2 separate regions of the Triticum aestivum genome follow, and region 2 is linked to region 1. A link is a contact called in public HiCAR-type data. All regions are on one chromosome and are shown on one strand. The core of a region is the stretch at or near the end of the contact, and the rest is flanking DNA. Distances in the headings are between cores, read along the strand shown. Region 1 holds the start of LOC123189961 (probable metal-nicotianamine transporter YSL16). Region 2 holds the start of LOC123189963 (probable metal-nicotianamine transporter YSL9).

The links. HiCAR-type assays count read pairs that join an accessible place to other places.
Region 2: a contact with region 1 is called in a HiCAR-type map of leaf, with 6 times the contacts expected there. The contact joins the promoter of LOC123189963 here to the promoter of LOC123189961 in region 1. A contact is called at or near these places in 1 of 5 Hi-C or Micro-C datasets (leaf) and 1 of 1 datasets of contacts at active chromatin or transcription factors (leaf).

The regions. Positions count from the first base shown.
Region 1 is chr2A:643,981,685-643,986,548 of IWGSC CS RefSeq v2.1, forward strand. LOC123189961 (probable metal-nicotianamine transporter YSL16) reads left to right here and starts at 2,712. Exons shown (of 8, transcript XM_044602499.1): 1 at 2,712-2,815; 2 at 3,156-3,595; 3 at 3,772-3,944; 4 at 4,336-4,433; 5 at 4,582-4,716; 6 at 4,841-4,864. The coding sequence starts at 3,220.
Region 2 is chr2A:644,412,150-644,416,953 of IWGSC CS RefSeq v2.1, forward strand. LOC123189963 (probable metal-nicotianamine transporter YSL9) reads left to right here and starts at 1,535. Exons shown (of 8, transcript XM_044602501.1): 1 at 1,535-2,045; 2 at 2,311-2,740; 3 at 2,839-3,011; 4 at 4,662-4,759. The coding sequence starts at 2,362.

The DNA of each region.
Region 1 (4,864 bases), core at 1,462-3,961:
ACGCGCCGACTCAAACTCAAATCATGTCCGCGTCGCATCCGCGTGGACGCATTTGCGGCCTAAATTTGCGCCCTAAATGCGTCGGCGCGGACGCCGAACGGACGCTTCGCGCACCTTCTCGCTATCCGTCGCGTCCCCACATGGCAGCCGTCTAACTACCCGCTGCCCACGCGGTCAATTTAATTTATGACGACGGGCCCACGCGTCAGCGACAGCGCTCGTCCTTTTTTAAGCCGACCGTGCGGCGGGGCTGTCCTCATCCATACTCGCCGTCCACATCTATCCACCTTTGCTCCCTCGTCGCCGACAAACCCTAGCCACCACAACCACGGTGAGATGGGCCTCTTCTCCGGCGCCAGCGGCAGCAAGGCCAAGGCCAAGGCGCGCCAGGCCGCGGCTGCACAGGCGGTCGCACAGCCCCCCGCCCCGGCACTGCCCGACATGGCGGCACTCTGGAACACGGCGTTCGCCTGGGCCGGGCCAGCGCCGACGCTCATCGACCTCAAGGACCCCGAGGACGACGACGCCGCCGCCTAGGGCAGCGCGCCGCCTCGTAGTTTAGCATGTTTTTATTTTTTTTAAATGCAAATGTGGACGCGTGGACTCTCGCCGGCCTTCGTGGCCGGCTTTAATGTTTAATTAATGTTGTTTTTCTTTTTTTTTTAAATATGCATGCGTTCATTTTTTTTTGGCGTCGTCAAAATGGGTCTCAGGCCAGTGTTGGGCGTAGACGCCGACCCAAATGCGAAAGCGGGCATCCATGTCCGTCTGGCCGATCCAAACGGACAAAAAAACGAATGAAATCGTGTCTGTTTAAGTCGGCCCGTTGGAGTTGCTCTTATTGACGGCTCCTGTGCAGTTCGTCACGCAGATAGATGGAGAGGTCACAGGCAGAGGGGCGCTTCTCGGTATCTGAATTTGATGCGTGGCAGCATAATCTTCCTGTGTCATGTGATGCTCTGCTTCATCATGCTTGGTTCTCTGGTTTAACAAATCTTCTGCCCTGCTCCTATATTATTTGCCAACAAGGAAGAAGTGACGCCTGCTCGCCCCTGCCTTTTTTTCTCAGGCAGCTTGTAATTTCTGTCGTGTGTGCACGCGTGTTTTTACTGAAAATGTACGCAGGGGATTTCCCACTTTTTTTTTTGGCGGGGTAGGATTTCCCAACTAGCTAAGTAGCTCTGTGTATGACTTTGCGGCAGCACCTGGACAGAAAGTCTGACGTTCGGAAGTTACATCCAGCCAAAAGCTAAGGCTGGTCACAATGGGCAAGAACATAAGCTAGTAACTTCACACTTCTCTAGACTATGTTACTACCTTCATAGTGGGTAGGAACATCTATGTAGTGTCATGCAACGATGTATTTATTAGGTTATAGACTCATTGTTTCTTGGAGTGTGTGATGTTCCGGTAACTTAGCTAGTTACCACAAGCACCTCTCTCTTCATTAAATACGTGCCACATAAGCAAAATTGTATTGAAGTGTGTGATGTTACTCCTAAGTTCCTCCCCACTGTGACCAGCCTAAGCTAAGCTCATTGAATGGTCCGACATCAGCATAGTAGAGTGATGCATGTATATCATTTTTTTGCTTTAAATTGCGTGCCAATTAATTGAGTTGGGTTTTTTTCTTTTGCGAGAAAACTTTCGATCTATTCATCTTCAATTATGGCCGTCATTGCTTCTTCCTCACCGGAGCCGGGTAAAACTTGTTGTAAGTAGAATCAGGAAGATGTCGGGCTAACACCCAATAGGACCAGCGCAACAAAACAACAACTACCGCCGATAAAGAGAATCAATGCCATGCATGTGTAAACGTAGCCCGCAAAATTATTCAACAGCAACCTAGGACGATGCTACCGCCTACTGTTATAGTACGTACCATACCACACGAAATAAATCAATAATTGGGCAAAAGTGCTCTGCACACACACGATTGACTGCTGGACGATTTGTGCCCGACAGGAGCATGAGCCACACGGACTAAAAACCCCAGCTGATCCTACTTATCGTCTGTGGGTCGTGCGTTCATACGTCGTGTGTATAGCAATGCTCATAATTGGGATCATGCTACAGGAGAGGAGACCTTCACATTCAAACTCTTGCGTTCAGGTAGCACGTAGCCGACTAGGCGTAGTGAGTGTGATCCCAATCACGCTAGACAGTGCAGACACAACAATATTACGCACGACTAACGGACCAAGGCATATCGCATACGGCAGTTTCGCCGAAGCTTCAGAGAAAAGTTATTTTTTTTAAATGTTCAGACAAAAGTTTCGTAGTAGGACTACTGCTGCTGCTGCTGTTTAGTTTAGCACAGCCGATCCAGTGAATCCAATCCAGTCCAACGAGCCAACCACGTGGAACTGGCGCAAGTTGATCAAAAAACAAAGATATACTACTGCTCGCAGCCACCGCGCGCGCTCCGGGCGACGATCGGTCGCCATCCCGCACCCAACCAGAGAAGAGAGGTCAAGTGGATCTCAAGGAAGGAACAAGCGCTGGCGTCCGGCGAGGTCGTCGCCCCAGAAAAGATCGCACATCACTGACCGACCGGTCCGTTTTCAACGCCGTCCGCTCCCGTTGTACTGCAGCCCCCAAACTTCTCCCCGTTTTGTACTTCCGCGCGCATGCGGCAGCCGCAGTAGTACATCCCCACCCGTCTCCGCTCGTATAAATCCCGCGGCCCGCCCCGCGTGCGTCCGTGGGAGTGTGCGTGTGTCCGCGCGCCGTTCGTTCCGCGAGCCGAGCCGAGTCGAGCGAGCGGGCGGGTGGCGGGTGGTGGGTTTTGGCGACCGGATTGCAAGAAAACCAGGTGAGTCGCGCGGCCTTCATCATCTTCCCGCCCGGTTCGGACGCTACGTCTCCATTCCTGATGCGTTGATCCTCTCACTCGTTTCTTGCCATGTCTGGAGCAGAGCGGATGCGCCTAGCGTTTCTTTCTGTTTTCTATTAGTACTAATTAATTAATTAAATAATCTTTTGCGCAAAAAAGGCAATTGTTTGTTTAATACCAGCAGTTCATCGCTGGTTAGTCAACAACCCTTCACGTTACCACCGCTGGCCGGCGCACGCACATGGACGTCTTGTGCCTGGTAGTATATTTGTTTTTGCGCGCACGCATCCATGGGCTCACGGCGTTCTCATCCCCGCAGCGCCGCCGCCGCCGCCGTCGAGGAGCTCGAGCTGCTCGCCCGGGGGGCCTTCGCGGGCGCCGGCATGGACCGCCACGACCTGGGCGCGTCCGGCGAGATCGAGAAGACGCCGCGCGAGGCGGACATGGAGTCGGAGCCGGCGGCGGCGGCGGCGCGCGCGGCGGAGCGCGTGCCGCCGTGGCGCGAGCAGGTGACGGCCCGCGGGATGGTGGCGGCGCTGCTCATCGGCGTGGTCTACACCGTGATCGTCATGAAGCTCAGCCTCACCACGGGGCTCGTCCCCACGCTCAACGTCTCCGCCGCGCTGCTCGCCTTCCTCGCGCTCCGCGGCTGGACGCACGCGCTCCGCCGCCTCGGCATTGCCTGCCGCCCCTTCACCCGCCAGGAGAACACCGTCGTCCAGACCTGCGCCGTCGCCTGCTACACCATCGGCTTCGGCGGTAATCAAGCTCCCCCGCTCCATCCCTCTCCCTCGCGCCGGCGCCCGGCCTCATCAATCAATCACCCCCAATTCAGCACCCCGGCCATTGCCGAATCCATTTCTAGATCAAATCTTGATTACTAGCTTGCTAACTACTGATTCGTGCTCTGCGCTGGATCCTGGGCATGCATGCAGGCGGGTTCGGGTCCTTCTTGCTGGGGCTGGACAAGAAGACGTACGAGCTGTCCGGGGTGAACACGCCGGGCAACGTGCCGGGGAGCTACAAGGACCCCGGCATCGGCTGGATGATGGGCTTCCTCCTCGCCATCAGCTTCGTCGGCCTCCTCACCCTGCTCCCTCTCAGAAAGGTACAGTTCAGTACAAACGATTCCATTTCCATGCTCCTGTGCTCTCCTTCTCTGCTCTCTCCGTGTCCATGGCGAGCCGCACTTCCTGATTTTTCCCGGGTCGTTGCTGTTACTGTCAGAAGAACTGAAACTTTGGCATTGCTCGCAAGACCGTAGCATCAGGGTTGCGGTCACTGACGGCGATTAGTCCCCCCACCTCCTACCCAAAAAATTATTTTCTCCCGTTCTCACTTGTTAACCGGAATTTCAACATCGACGACCAACCCCTAACAAGTCATATCATTTTCCACAATGCTGACGGAGCCTAGTCTGCGTTTTATTTTCTTCTTGATGAGAAAGATATTTGCAATCGATTTTGTAGTCGAAATCGCTAATAACCAAACACTTTCAGGTACTGGTGATCGACTACAAGCTGACCTACCCAAGTGGGACTGCCACTGCCGTGCTCATAAACGGGTTCCACACACCTCAAGGAGATAAGAATGCAAGGTCAGACCCTTTCTTTTGCGTGAAAAGCACATCTTTTTATTCCCGGCTACGATGAATCAAATCGTGTTTCAACTGTGTGAAAAACGCTTTAGAAACGGATGGCCCGGACTGATTCAGACAGAATTTCTTTCAACCTTTACCGCGACAGGCAGCAGGTCCGTGGGTTCCTCAAGTACTTTGGGATCAGCTTCTTCTGGAGCTTCTTCCAGTGGTTCTACACCGGCGGCGACGTCTGTGGCTTCCTCCAGTTCCCCACCTTCGGGCTCAAAGCCTGGAAGCAAACGTAACGCCTCTATATGACTTCTTTTTTTCTCGCTGAATGAACAATTTTCAAGTTTCAATGGTTGAAAAAATGAAAATGCATGAGAGCGTTCACCGTTTTAAATCCTCGATGATTCCGTGGCCAGATTCTTCTTCGACTTCAGCCTGAC
Region 2 (4,804 bases), core at 285-2,784, 430 kb after region 1:
GGAAAATTTTAAAAATGGAAACAAATTTTGAAACCTGAAAAAATGTGTAAAGAAAATGTTAATGGCATCTAAAAAACATCACGAGTTTAGATAAACGTATGTGGCATTTAAAAAAATGTTTGTACAATGGAAAATAATATTCTTGTGATTCAAAAAAAATGTTTCATCCATAAAAAAATGGTAGCATTTCAAGAATGTTCATGAGTTTCAAAAAATGTGCTTGTGACCTTTAAAAAAGCGTATACAATGTAAAGAAAAAGGTTTGCATGATGTAAAAAATAATGCCATACCCTTAAAATACTATATGTGACATGTGTTTGAAAAAGTGTATACAATTTAAAAAATGTGTAACAATGTAAAAAAATGTCCGTGTAGTTTATAAAACTAGTAAATGTGTACGTGCAATGCACGTTGATATTAGGTAATATATTAATTACACGTAAGTATTAGGTAGGATATTATTTATGCATTAAGTATGTGATTAGCATTGGCATTAATATTTGGTATGCTATTAACTGCACACTAAACATGTTGAGCGCTCACCATTGGAACAACCTGAGTCGTTAGATTGACCTGATTTGACGGCCGGGATTTGTTGGATCTGCCCCTTTAGGTCTTTTTATATTGGTATAGATGTTTATTGTCCTTAAGAAAATGTAAAACATCTATTTGAAAAAGTATTACCGTGTATTCAGAAAAGTATTGTAAACTTGTATTTAAAAAAAATTATCTAATGTATTTGAAAAATGTCGAAAGTGTATTAGAAAATATTACACATGTGTGCTAAAATTGTGCATTGGGCACTGAGAATAATTAGACATGTGTAAAAAAGAAAACCGGTTACCGATAAAGAAACAAAATAAAAGCAAAAAAACAAACAATATGAAGAAAAAACAAAAAGTATAACGAAGAAAGGAAAACCAGATAAAACCATTGGAAAAACAAAGTACAATGAATGGAAAAAAGCAGAAGAAAACCAATGAAAAACCAAAGGAAAATAAAAAGAAAAAAAACAAAGAAAAAGGAATACCAGCTAAATCCTCTCGAGGTTTAAAATAGGCCGGGATAAGAGAGTTTGGTGTGCTGATTTTAGGTACTGAGAGTTCAGAGTTTGATTTAGATTTCGCCTACAAGTTCAAGGTTTATTTTGGGCATTTCCCTAAAAAAATATGGAATAATATGAACCGTCAGACATATTTTTATACAAGTTTTTAGTCCTCGCCAAAAACAAACAAACAATAAAACACATTTGATTTAATGAAAGAGGCGCTTCCCGGACTGCTTTGGAAGCAAGCCACGCAAGGAGAGTTGCCTCCTCTCCCGAATCTCATCCTCCTACTCCCCCCGATGAGATTCGGGAGTATTTGTTATGTATCTTGATCAGGTCAGTGATCACTAGTTCGCAAAAAAAAAAGATCAGTGATCACTGATTAGTCCTTTCCGACGAGAATCCGCGTGATTTGCTGCGTATTACTCCGTCTGTTCCTCTCCCCGCTTCATTTCTTGCTTTTCGAGTCGACGTGGACTCGCGGCCTCCTCCTCCGAGCGGTGCGTGCCGGGGAGCCGTCAGCCGTGGCGACCACACGCCGAAAGTTAAGTTAACCAGCTGATTTATGCGGGGTCACCGAAGCCGACCCTTCTTTCAGCTACGCAATCGCGTCAGTTAACGATTTTTCAAGCAACCGTAGATCGATCTCGCCCGGATCTTCGTTGACCCCGCTATTTTTTTTAACTAAAAGTCTTTCCAATTTCAGCCCCTTGGTCTGGAGTTCTGATTGGACGGGGCTCGTTCCCGAGCGTTGATAATGAGATATTTTATCGACGATGCGTGCCGAGTAGGAACTCCCGTCAGTTTGCTTGTATGCATCTGCTACACAGCTCCTGCACCGTTGTTTGCACACAAGCTCTCGGCCTCACGGGGAGCACCGAGTGCTGCGGTGAGGAGCAGCACTAGATGATGGAAGGCCAAGAGGACAAGAGGCCTTCCATCATTTTCTGACGGGGGCGCTCCCAAGCTTTTTGGTCGAAGCTAGAGGGCCCGGCAGGTGAGATTTTTAATCCATGCTCTCTGTACGCGCAATTATCCATTCTAACCGAAGAATCAAGAATGTCCTCCTTGCTCCATGGATTCTGCCTTGGAATCACTCACAGCTCTCTCAAGAGCTCACTCGGAGCTAGTAGTAGTACAAGTGTAGAGCTCACTAATGATTAACGAACATCGTGCTCTGTCCGGCGGTCCGATGACTCCTCCGTCTCCCCCCGGACTCGAATCTGACGCCGCGAGAATCTGCCCCCACTATGTCTATGCAGCAGGACAGGCGGAGGAGGCCGCCGCCGCCGTCGCCGGGCGTCGAGCTCGCGATGGCGCCGCACTCGCGGGACGGCCGCAGAGTCCGTTTCGAGGAGATCCGCGAGCTCGACGGCCACGGCGACGAACCAGAGCTGGGGGCCGGGCACGCGCGGGGCCGCGTGCCGCCGTGGCGGGAGCAGCTGACGGCGCGCGGGATGGTGGCGAGCCTGGCGGTCGGCGCCATGTACAGCGTCATCGTGATGAAGCTCAACCTCACCACGGGCCTCGTCCCCACGCTCAACGTCTCCGCCGCGCTCATCGCCTTCGTCCTCCTCCGCGCCTGGACCAAGGCGCTGGCCCGCCTCGGCGTCGCCGCCCGCCCCTTCACGCGCCAGGAGAACACCGTCGTGCAGACCTGCGCCGTCGCCTGCTACGGCATCGCCGTCGGAGGTCAGTGCCGGCCACACATCGCATCTGCCAATTTGTCAAGTGGAGACCTTGGATTGAGACGCGTCCTTGGATTTTTCCCTTCCCTTCCCTTCCCACAGGTGGGTTCGGGTCCTACCTGCTCGCGCTCGACAAGAACACCTACGAGATGGCCGGGGAGGAGACGGAGGGCAACGTGCCGGGGAGCTACAAGGAGCCCGGCATTGCGTGGATGACCGGCTTCCTCCTCGCCGTCAGCTTCGTGGGGATCATCGCGCTCGTCCCTCTCAGGAAGGTCAGTAATCAGTATGCTTGTGCTCCCCACAGTCTTGCTTGCACTATTACCTTCACAAGCTTAATGATTCTGTAACACTCACTCCTCTACAAATGTTGCTTGCATACTGTCAAAGTGGTAATCAACTCCTTGTCACTATCTGTATTGCTCTTGCTTGGACAACTGAAAAATGTTGGCTCCTTCTGCTGTCCTACGCCTACGCGTGCGGCGTAAGGTCTTTTTGTCTCTGTCTTGCTATCCTTGTTTGTTTATAAGGATAAGACCAACTCACGGATTAGGCAAAGCTGACTTCGATTTAGTTAGGTGATGTAGTTTGACGTCAGTGCTAGGAGTACCATTTTCATGCTTTTTTTTCCTTCGACTTGAGGAGCTCCTCGCTCCTGATTTCATTTCTATCATTTTCATGATATCAGATTGACCGGTGATGACTTTGTTGTCCCTACTGAATGTGCCTTCTTTTTGGAGAAAAATAGCAGAAGGATTGCCTTTTCACTATAATAAGAAAGAAATGTTACAAAATATAAAAGGGCTGGGCATGTTTCTGAACTTAGACATGTTCCAACGGGATAGGCTACTAGGAGTCTAGGACCAATTGGATGCGCTGCACTCGAACTCTCTGCAGTACCCTAAGAACCCCTTGGGGAACACCTTGTGGTACGCGAGCCTCATTGACTCATTGTGCTCAAGATGTGCCGATTTTCCGCCCATACATTCCAGAGCATGTATATACAGCAGCGGTTTCTTCTCCTTTGAGGACAATTGCCGCAACATTTCGTTCTACCAGGCGTTGGTAGACAAAAAAGGGGAGAGTGGTGTGGAATGAAGCTCTCCCGACCAAAGGCACACAAGGTCCCACACAACCTTCTGGATCCTGATTTTTAATTACAGATATGAATAGTGTTCCGGTCACCGTCTTGATGGTGGATCTTGAACAACAATTTTTGGATAAATTGCGAAAGCCGGGACTTCAACTCAAGACCTTAGGCCCTGATACCATGTTAAGCTTCATGCACTAGCCAACGCAACCAAAAGTCCAAACAGATGAAAAGATCTAGGCAATCTACATATACACTTCTACAACCTCCACCTGTCACCAAAAGGGGAGAGGGCGATGCCATGAGAGACCATGATGATCCTTTGATCATGATGCACTCGCGGGCACACAACGGCATCGGCAAAAAGCCTGCCACAAGATCGGCGAACAAAGACCACACGCCGGACGGAGAGTGAGCCACCACTCCTACCACCTCCAATGGAGGAAAACCTCTCCGCCTCCGGCTGCAGCAAGTCGGATTTGACCGCGCCCATGGGCCTCCATGATTGATTCACGATCTGACGGCGCCATAGTCGTGAGTCAGCCCTATGGCATCGGTTATTATGTTTTTGAAAATTTGTTATTCTAATCTTCAGCTGCAACCCATTGAGAGCATGAATAATTTTGAAAAGAAAAAAAAATTACATAGAAGTTTTGAGTTGTCAGCTATTTTCTTTAGTCCTTGGTCATATTTGGGAAAACATATTTTTTCTTGTGAATCCTTCAAAATGAACTTGATTCCGTGTAGTCTTCTCTTGGATTACAAGAACCTCTATAAGTTTGACATCACATTTACACAGATGATTAATTTTTCTGTCGAACTTCGTAAATTTCAGATTATGATAATTGACTACAAATTAACTTATCCAAGCGGGACTGCAACAGCTGTGCTTATAAATGGATTTCATACGCCTCATGGAGATGCTATGGCAAAGTATGTTGGTTATTTCACATAACACGGGACTTGCAAATTCAAACA